2 separate regions of the Mus musculus genome follow, and region 1 is linked to region 2. The links are chromatin contacts, called in public HiChIP or PLAC-seq maps. All regions are on one chromosome and are shown on one strand. The core of a region is the stretch at or near the end of the contact, and the rest is flanking DNA. Distances in the headings are between cores, read along the strand shown. Region 1 holds the start of Pitpnc1 (phosphatidylinositol transfer protein, cytoplasmic 1). Region 2 overlaps Pitpnc1 (phosphatidylinositol transfer protein, cytoplasmic 1).

Region 1 (4,906 bases), core at 2,077-4,576, 230 kb after region 2:
GAACAATTTCACAATAAGACCTCAGGCTGAGGATGTAGCTCAGAGGCAGAAAGTTGTTTCCCCTGCTCAAGGCCACGTTCAACCCCCAGAACCACAAAGAGTACATAATAAAAAAATAAATAAAAATAAAAGTTAAACATCAGAATATGACCTCATAGAAATGGAATCGCACTTACTTTAGTCTAAACAGGTTTCACGTGCAGGATTTATAATTATCCTATAGGTAGAGCCTGGCTTCCTTGGCCGATTAAGAAAAGTCATTCTAGACAGGGGTGGCAGCACACTCCTTTGATCCCAGCACGTGAGAGGCAGCAGAGTCAGGTGGATCTCTGAGTTTGAGGTCAGTCAAGGCTACAGAGAAACCCTGTAGAAAGAAAGAGAAAGAAAGAAAGAAAGAAAGAAAGAAAGAAAGAAAGAAAGAAAGAAAGAAAGAAAGAGAGAGAGAAAGTAAGAGAGAGAGAGAGGGAGGGAGGAAGGGAGGAAGGGAGGGAGGGAGGGAGGGAGGGAGGGAGAGAGAGAGAGAGAGAGAGAGAGAGAGAGAGAGGGAAAAGAGAATAGAAAGGAAAAACCATCCACCTAAACCATTCAAATGCAGTTATTACACTGAATACTTAAACAAATGCGGGGGGGGGGGGGAGGGGGGGGAGATGCTGCCCTGTGCTTAACAAAGTATCTGAAGGAAACCAACCAGGATAATGAACAGATGTTAGCATGGAAGAATGGCTGAGCCCGGTGACATACACTTAAACTCAGCAGACAGATCTCTGTGAGTTCGAAGCCAGTCCGGGCTAGATAGTGAGTTGTAGGACAGCCAGGACTACATAGAAAGAACCTGCCTCAATATTTGACTGAGTCCCATTGGCGCCCTAGGATGGCACAGTCCTATCTATTAACCACAGTCAAAGCAGGAAATGAAGTGGAAGCATACGGACACCTCCAGGTTGCCCTGGTCCTGCTCAGCAGTCCCAGAGGTGCGAAGACAGCATGTCCACAAAACACCAGCACCAGGGAGGGGTGTGTGTGTGCACGTCCAATCCCATTCATTTGCCTTTCTTCATTCTCCACAAAGCTGTATGCTGCTTCCCCATTGATAAGGCACCTAACTACCATTTAAGACCTAGTTCAAAATGCTGCCACCCCAGAAACGCTCGTTGATAAGGCTGGGGGTGGGGAGAGGGGCATGGCTAAGCTATCCCTCTCGGTCTTTGGCAGCCAGTGTAGAGTGTCAAGTGTTTTGTAAACTTCAGGCTACTTTGATCCTACCTTGGATTGTCCTAGGGTCTCACCTTAACACTGGCGCCAGATGCAGAAGGAAGATTGCCCCCACCACCACCACCCTGGGAGGTGGGGGGGGGGGCAGGGAGCCAGACATAGTCTGAGTAACACAAAAGCACAAGGCCCCTTTCACAAAGTAGTGAGTAGATCACATGTCTGATAGATTAAATGCACCGGTTTTAAATACAAATACGTCGTGGATCGCTGATTTCATTTGTTGCCACATCAAACCACAGGAGTCTTTCCCAAATTGCCTTGATTGGCTTCATGTTCTGGCTGTGTGTCCCTGGACAGACGCAAAGCACTTATGAAATATCCAAAGAGGTGGGGAGAAAGGGGAACGAAAAGGAAGCCCGGGCCGGAGTGACCCTCACTGAGTCACTGTTTCCTCAATGGCGGAGCTCGCGGATAGGGGGGACGGGGGGCGGAGAAGGAATCGGAAGAATGCAAGCTGACCTGCGCGTGGAGGCCGAGCCCTTGAGCGGGGAGCCCCCCACCCTGCAGCCCCGATACTCAGAGCCAGGAGGGCCCGGCCTGACGGCCTGGAGCGCCCTCCGGTGGCCGCGCCGCAGGCCCCACCACTGGGGCTCTTCCTAAGACCACGCTCCCCGCCGCGGAAGGAACGAGACACGCAGAAAGTTTCCGAGCCAGGCGGTCAGCAAAGGACAATCCAGATCGCGGAGGGAGCCTGGATGCTCGGCTGGGCAGGAGCCAGCGCCTAGACCGGAGGCGACAAGAAGTCGGGTTCTAAACGGACCCTCTCCAGGCCTCCCACATGCCCCCAAGGCGGGACTCTGGTCTGCAGATCCCACCCGCGCGGAATTTGTCCCTGCAAGCCCACCTTGTAAAGAGGACATGGGGACAGTGGCTACCACCACGGCCGGTTACCCCGATACTCCGGCTGCAGAGCATGCTTGGGCTCTTATACTCTGTGCATTTGCTTAATTGGAGGGAGGGGGCGCAACAGCTCCCTGTGACGCATTGTGGTCCCCAGGAATCTGATTCTAGATGTCCCCGAAGAGCTCACCTGGACTCCCCCGCCCCACCCCCACGCCGCCTTTCCTCTGCTGGGGTGACGAGTGGGAACAGCGAATCCCCTGCCTCCTCCCCCTCCAGCCTCCAGGTTTGGGCGCCAGGGTTTCCCCGCCGCACGCAGTGGACCCGCCGGCCGAGTGGTGGCGGCTGGGGACCCGGAGCGGGCGAGGCCGGGCGCGGTGCCTACCTCGTCCACGGTGAGCGGCATGCAGATTCGGTACTCCTTGAGCAGCATGTTCCTGCCGGCCGCAGACCTCGGGAAAGAAGGGGGCGTCCCAACAGATGAGCAAGGCTGGAGCCCAGAGGAGGGCAAAGACGCTGGGAACCGGCAAGCGAAGCAGCCCCGGTGGTGCGCTCAGCTCCTAACTGCCTCCGGTCCGCCCCGGAGCATGTCAAGCTTCGGGTCCCGGTGTCTGTGACTCCCCCGCCTCCTTCCTCGCAGAGATCAGCCCTCTCGGTATTGCAAAGTCAGGCACTGAGGGAGGGAGACCCGCGGGAGACAGCTCGGATCAGCAGCCCCGGGCTGGTAGGCGCGGCCACCAGATCAGGACATGCCCGGCGGCGGGCAAGAGAGGCAAAAGGAGGAGGAAAAGGGATTTCCACAAATTCAAACAAACGCACAAAAGTCTCCTCTGGATCCTCCTCCGAAAGCAGAGCTGAACCTGGCGAGCCCCCTTTTTCTCCTACCCGTCTACCGTGGGTTAATGTCACCAGGAACACATTGCCGCGGGAGCAGGCGATGCTGACTTTCCAAACAAAGGCTCGATGGGCTCCTCTCCCCGGGCGGTAAACAAGATTTCCTGCTCTTTTTTAGGGCCAGTCCCCGAGTCTCTCCGGAGCTCAGCTGAGAGAGAAAAGGGAAGCCGCAGCCGCCAAGGCTCTGCCCTGCTCTGGGCCCCGGGTGTCTTCAACCTAGGCGGTTGGCTGCCAGCGGCTTGCGCGCGTCCCCTCCCCCGAGTCCCTCGGCTCTGAGAGCGCCGTGCGTGCCCGTGAGTTTGCAGCCACCTCGCCGCGACTGGAGAGTCCGCGCCGAGCTGCAGTGTGCCTGGGGCAGGGAGGTGGGTGCGGGAGGAGCGAGAGCGACGAGGCTGACATCAGCAGCGGCCGCGGCGGGGAGGGTAGCCCCATCCGGCCAATGGGGAAATGGCAAAGAATGTGGAGGATTTAAACAAAACAGCATGTCTCTCCCGTCTGCTGCCAGACGCCAGGGCTGTCCCAGAACCTAGAACAGCTAACGCAAAGAGAACAGAGAATCGCAAAGAAGCTATCCTGGACTCTTACAACGTTGGATCTGTTTTCAAATGTAACCTGGGTGCCATAGGGCTCTCTACTTAGTCGCTTTGGAAACCGTTTCCAAAGTGCACTAGTGCCCCTTGACTTTGGGGCTGGGGGCGTGTTTACAAATGCTCACAGCGAACATTTTTTTCTCTCTGATGGAGTAAGCAAGGCCGGAGCAAGAGAAATGATGGTTTTAGAATGGGTTTTTCTAACATGCTCTCAAGGCGGAGTTCTGCAGCAGTGTTGGTGAAAACAGAGTAAAAATGCGTGCGCGCTCGCAACCACACACACACACACACACACACACAGAGAGAGAGAGAGAGAGAGAGAGAGAGAGAGAGAAGCATTGCCTGCTACCTCTTTCTCCCTGGCTCTCTGCAATCCCAACTGCAGGCTTCCCAGAGCAGAAAGAATAGGTTTTCGTGTCAGCACTCCTAAGTTCAAAAAGTCACAGTGAAATGTCAATAAAAATGCCCGGGGTGTTGGTATTTCATCCATATTAAACAGATCTCTCATTTTAACCACAAGAAGCACATTCTTTAGTTACTCAGGAAGCAGCATGTAACTGCTGAAGTCTGGTTTTCATTTGTCTGGCATTCGGTTTTGGTTTGTTTTTTTTTTTTTTTTTTTTTTTTTTTAGCTTGTTTTCCTAAAAATGGAGGAAAAAAGTGCATCCACTGCCTATAGGAGGATAATGTGTAAACATCACTGGCTCTCAAACATAGATGCATATGTTCACACAAACGTGTGTGTGTGTGTGTGTGTGTGTGTGCATTTGTGAGTTCTGGAGACCCACATTCACCCATAGAGCTTGCATTGGGCAATGCAGACTCTGCAGGCCTCAATGGTATAGTATGTTAAAATGATGCTCAATAAGTCACTAATCAACATAATGAGGGTGGGCTCTGGCTAATGTTGTCCAGATGACCCAAGTTTAGAGCTCAGGGAACATGATCCAGCCTGCTAGGAAAATGACACCCTAAACATAGCTTATATTCTGGTAAAGAAAGAAAGAAAGAAAGAAAGAAAGAAAGAAAGAAAGAAAGAAAGAGAGACAAAGAAAGAAAACTATTTTCTAGATAAATGCTTCCCAAAGTTGGCTCTGAAATATTTACAGCAGCTAATTAAAGGTAAACCAAACACCCTGAGAAATTTTGTTTTGTTTTGTTTTTGAGACAGGGTTTCTCTGTCTAGCCCTGGTTGTCCTAGAACTCACTTTGAAGTCCAAACTGACCTTGAACTCAGAGACCTACCTACCTGCCTCTGCCTCCCAAGTGCTGGAATTAAAGGTGTAGGCTACCACCGTCCTTCAAGGTAG
Region 2 (4,283 bases), core at 1,783-4,282:
CTAAATCGGCTACAGCCTTAATTTTCCAGCCTCCATAATTAAGAAAGAAACGATTACTGTTTCAAAGCTACTCCATCTACAGTCTCCTGTCACAGTAGTCTGAGTGGAGAAAGATACAACCCTTACCACAGGAGGACAGGACATTTCATCTGAAATCCTGGCATAGTCACTTAAAGGAGATCCACAAGGTGGGGTGGTGTTCATAACTGTCCTGTGGAGTCACCACAGGGCTCTGAGTGTAAACTGATGCTCTCAGCACGGAACACCGAAAGTGCCCAATGCTTGCCTTCATCACAGAGTCACACAGACATGAAGCCCATGAAACAGGCTATCATGTGGTTTTCTCAGCTCACAACAAGCACTGAAGAGGAAACACAGGCAGCTGCTGGCCCACCTGGCTACCTATAATCCTGTAGTCAACCTTGTAGGAAAAGAAGCTCAAATACAAACATGACTACACAACCGAATAGAAGTTTCCTTTGGGGAGTTATAGACTGGCTGAGCACTCCTGTTTTTAGGAAGTTGGTACCTGTCTGGGTCTGTACTTCAAGAGAAGGTTGTATTGTTTTGTTTTAGACAGGGTTTCACTATGCAGCCTTGGCTGTCTCTACGTAGACCAGGCTATCCTGGAACTCACGGAGATCTGCTTGTCTTTACCTCCTGAGTGTTGGGATAGGTTATACCATCATGCCTAGCCTCCAGAGAGGGGCTGATAGTTGTTACTGGAACACAAATTATTATTGGTGAGACACATGGTCAAGGTCACATGGGAGTGTTCAGTGCCCACACACTATGTATCACTACTTGCTCTATGGGCTGTTTGTTGAATGGGCTTTACCTGAGGACATCACTCAGGAGCCACCCAGAGATGTCTCTTCCCTGGCATCCACTGATCAGGTACTTCCTGACACAGGATGGGTTCATATTGAACACCCCAAAAGGTGACTTGCAGGTATGTTTGGGTGTGATGAAAGTCACCCCTAGCTATCTGTTCTTTGTCCTTCCTGGAATCTGTCAAGTTGGGGTGGGTGGAGCTCTTCTCCTAGGTGGGGCACTTGGGTATTTTGTGTTCTGTTACTGAGGGCTTAGATGATGGAGATTTGCTGTCTTAGTGTGGAAGCAGACATCCGAAATGATCAAGGTGTCATGCCTGCCGCCTTTGTCTTCCTCAGCGTCTAGGGGTTTTGCTGGCCCTCTTTGACATTCCTGGGCTTATAAAGCACACCTTGGGAGTGATCACAGGCAATATTCCCCTGTGTGTCTATACCATCTCCCTTCTGTGCAGTTCTGCCTTTGTGTCCTCACATAAAGGACACCAGTCATATGGGCTCAAGGCCGACCCTAGTGACTCTAACCAACCCACACATTACAGTTCTCTAGCTTCAGTTCACACACATAAATGCTACAAGTAAGACTTTGATGGCTTACTTATGTATTCATTGAGAAAGGGTGTCTATTTATACAGCCCTGGCTGTCCTGGAACTTACAAAGTAAGACCAGGGTGTCCTGAATTCACAAAGATCTACTTGCCTCGGCCTCCCAAGTGCATTATCACGCTGGCTTTAGATCTTCTCAGATGGGCACCATTAAACCCATACCAAGGGTCATAGAAGAATGTAATAGTTTCTGTTGTTACGTGACACAATATCTGTTAGAAGTTGATTACAAGAGGGAAGTCTTCTTTTAGCTCTCAGTTCAGAGTGTCTCCATTCATCATGATGGGAGCAGCATGAAGGTGGGAGGCTCCTCCCAGATTCGCCAAACACAAGGCAGAGAAAGACCCAGGCCAGACCCAGAAGTGGATATAACTCCACCCACTAGTGAATCTACTTTTATAGGTGAAGCCTCCACATCCGAAAGGTTCCACAACCTCCCGCAGAACACTGCCACCAGCTGAGCCTGTGGGCAACATCTCGCATTCAAACCGGATGAGAGAGATTAGTCAGATATCCAGATTTCTGATGTCTCTTCTACCGTTTAGTCACTTGGTCTCGGAGCTTCCCAAACACCACTCTATCTACGAGTGGATCCACTGTGTGATTGGGAAACTCTGCTAGCAGGGCTCTGGCCTGGAGATATGCACTCAGCTCCTCTAGCCCAAGAGCTGACTGCCTAGAGATGGGTAAGGCTGTGTTCTTCTGGCCAGGGGCTTCTCCATTCCTCCAGTGGTGAAGTCTCTGGCTCTGGACTCCGCTGGTGTTCTCCAGACCAGGCAGATGGTAAATTGAACACTTGCAGTTAAAGCCCATCTATCTAGAGAGGGCTGAGCTGGTGCCAAGGCAATTTCCCCAGAACTTGGCTCGCCACTCCTTCCCCTTGGCACATCTGTAGAAGGTTTTCCCTCTACTAGGTCAGCAATACCTGGAGGCATTGGTATCTCACACCAGGACAAGCCTACAGAGGCAATGCTGAGGAATTAGGCTTTCAGGAGCCCATGGGAAACTGTTCCTGCGTGACTTTATTAAACTCACATCTGGAAAGTGCAAAGAGAAGCCCACAGAAGATCTTGGCCCAGCTACAGGAGAGCTTGCATCTGGGAAGTAATACTATTAGCCACATTAGATGAGATATAACGTCTCCATGATTAATTACACCTCCAGTCAGAATCACAAAGGACAATAGCCAACAGGGGCTTGCCCTGCTAATTGAAATGATAAGTTTTTGATAAACGTTAAATATAAAAAGGCTAAATGGGAACCCCAGCCGGGAATTGCTATATTATATAATGATAATACTTAGCCCCAAAGTAGAGAGGAAGTAATGAAATACAAATTCCATGCTAGATTTTCTTTTTCTCCAAGGTCACTCCAAGGTGATGGCTAATAGTGATTAGCTTGACAGGCTCTAGTTCACCTTGGAGGTAAACCTCTGGGCGTGTGCATAAGGAATTTTCTAGGATAGGTTAATTAAGGTGGGAAGATCTCTTTTAACTGCTGGATTGCATAAAAAGGAGAAAGCAAGGTGAGTACCAGCGTCCAACTTCCTCTTCCCAGCTGTGAATGCCCACGTGACCAGCTGCTTGCTTCATATGCCTACCACCGTGCCAGGATGGACGAAACGAACCTTCAGACTCTAAGCCAAAATAAGTCCCTCCCTTCTGTGAGCTGCCTTTGTTACGTGGTTTGTCACAGCAATGAGAGAACAACCAGCACAGCTTCCAGTGCTGTTACAGTGGGCTTTTTCAGGCAGGGTCTGGCTGTGTAGCCCAAACTGATGTGGGACCTGTGATCCTCCTGCCTCAGCCTCTAGAATGCTGGGATCATTTTCCACCCATGAATGGCTATTTCACTGGGAAGAAGTTTAGCCCAAAATTTAGTACAGGGTTTCTTGAACTTAAAATCCTACAAGAGGTACATAAACACTTTTAGAGACTATTGTCCTAGAGGAGGGAATGCTAAGTGATCCTATTCATATGAGATGTTCAAGACAGAATGTAGATCAGTGGGTTCCCAGGGATGAGGGAGAGGTGGGGACATATCCGTCAATATATTTTTAAATTACATTTTATCTATATCCATCCATCGATCTATCGATCTGTCTCGGATGTGTGTGTGTGTGTGTGTGTGTGTGTGTGTGTGTGTAGATGTGCCATGGTGCAAATGTGGAAGCCAGAGGACAATTCGCAGGAACTGACTCTATTCTTCCATCTGTGTGGGCTCCAGGGATCAAACTCAGGGCATCAGGTTTAATGGCAAGCACTTTTACCTATCGAGCCATCTCCCTGGCTAAATGCATGATTCAAACCGTCTCCTCTAAATGGGTGAATCCTTGGGTCTGAGATCCGTAGTTCACAAAAATCATACTCGGGAGTTTTCAGAGCACGCGTACTTGAGTGCTAAGTGAAGACTTGACTTAAAAGGTCAGCCATGATAAGTCAGTTTCCAAAAAAAAGAGAAGAACAGGCCTAAGTGGAAGTCATGGCTGGAAGGGTCAATTCTTGCTTTGTTAGCAGTTAGCACCCAAAGTGCTATTTTTAAGGCCTTTGCTCTCGGCACCAGAATGTACCGCAAACACAGCGATTTATGCCATCCCCCTGCAAAGCGACTCGGCTAGAACAAGTTGGCTCTTAAGTTTTGTCTGGCACGTAGAGAGCTAGAGAACAAAAGTTCCTGTGGTGGGGGGGGGGGTGCCTCGGCATGTGCTCTACACCTGTCCCAGTTAAAATCTAGGGCTAGAAACATTCAAAACTCACCATGCTGAGAAGAAAAGAAAGAGTGTGAGGATGGGGACTTGGGATAAACACTACGAAAGAACTGAACACTCCGCAAAGACCACTCACTACT

The links. HiChIP or PLAC-seq counts read pairs in DNA pulled down with a chosen protein or histone mark.
Region 1: a contact with region 2 is called in an H3K27ac HiChIP or PLAC-seq map of microglia, with 9 times the contacts expected there. The contact joins the promoter of Pitpnc1 here to the enhancer-like site in region 2. A contact is called at or near these places in 10 of 39 promoter capture datasets (the HPC-7 cell line, cranial neural crest, embryonic stem cells and 6 more), 3 of 15 datasets of contacts at CTCF or cohesin (the NIH/3T3 cell line, embryonic stem cells and stem cell-derived epiblast-like cells), 4 of 484 Hi-C or Micro-C datasets (the N1E-115 cell line, bone marrow-derived macrophages, embryonic fibroblasts and 1 more), 28 of 115 datasets of contacts at active chromatin or transcription factors (the 230-238 cell line, the NIH/3T3 cell line, the SCID.adh cell line and 20 more) and 4 of 9 other capture datasets (adipose tissue, embryonic stem cells, liver and 1 more).

Annotation. Positions count from the first base shown.
Region 1 is chr11:107,467,394-107,472,299 of GRCm38.p6, forward strand. It overlaps Pitpnc1 (phosphatidylinositol transfer protein, cytoplasmic 1), which reads right to left and starts at 3,327. Exons shown (of 9, transcript NM_001359616.1): 1 at 2,498-3,327. The coding sequence starts at 2,545.
Region 2 is chr11:107,238,884-107,243,166 of GRCm38.p6, forward strand. All of the region lies in intron 6 of Pitpnc1 (phosphatidylinositol transfer protein, cytoplasmic 1), which reads right to left. Among named protein-coding and RNA genes, the nearest start is that of Nol11, 52 kb to the left of the region's middle. Within about 2 kb of position 3,033, at least 9 of the 459 cell types and tissues checked have an H3K27ac peak or open chromatin away from gene starts, as enhancers often do. A contact at or near this core is called in hepatocytes and microglia, where this site is marked.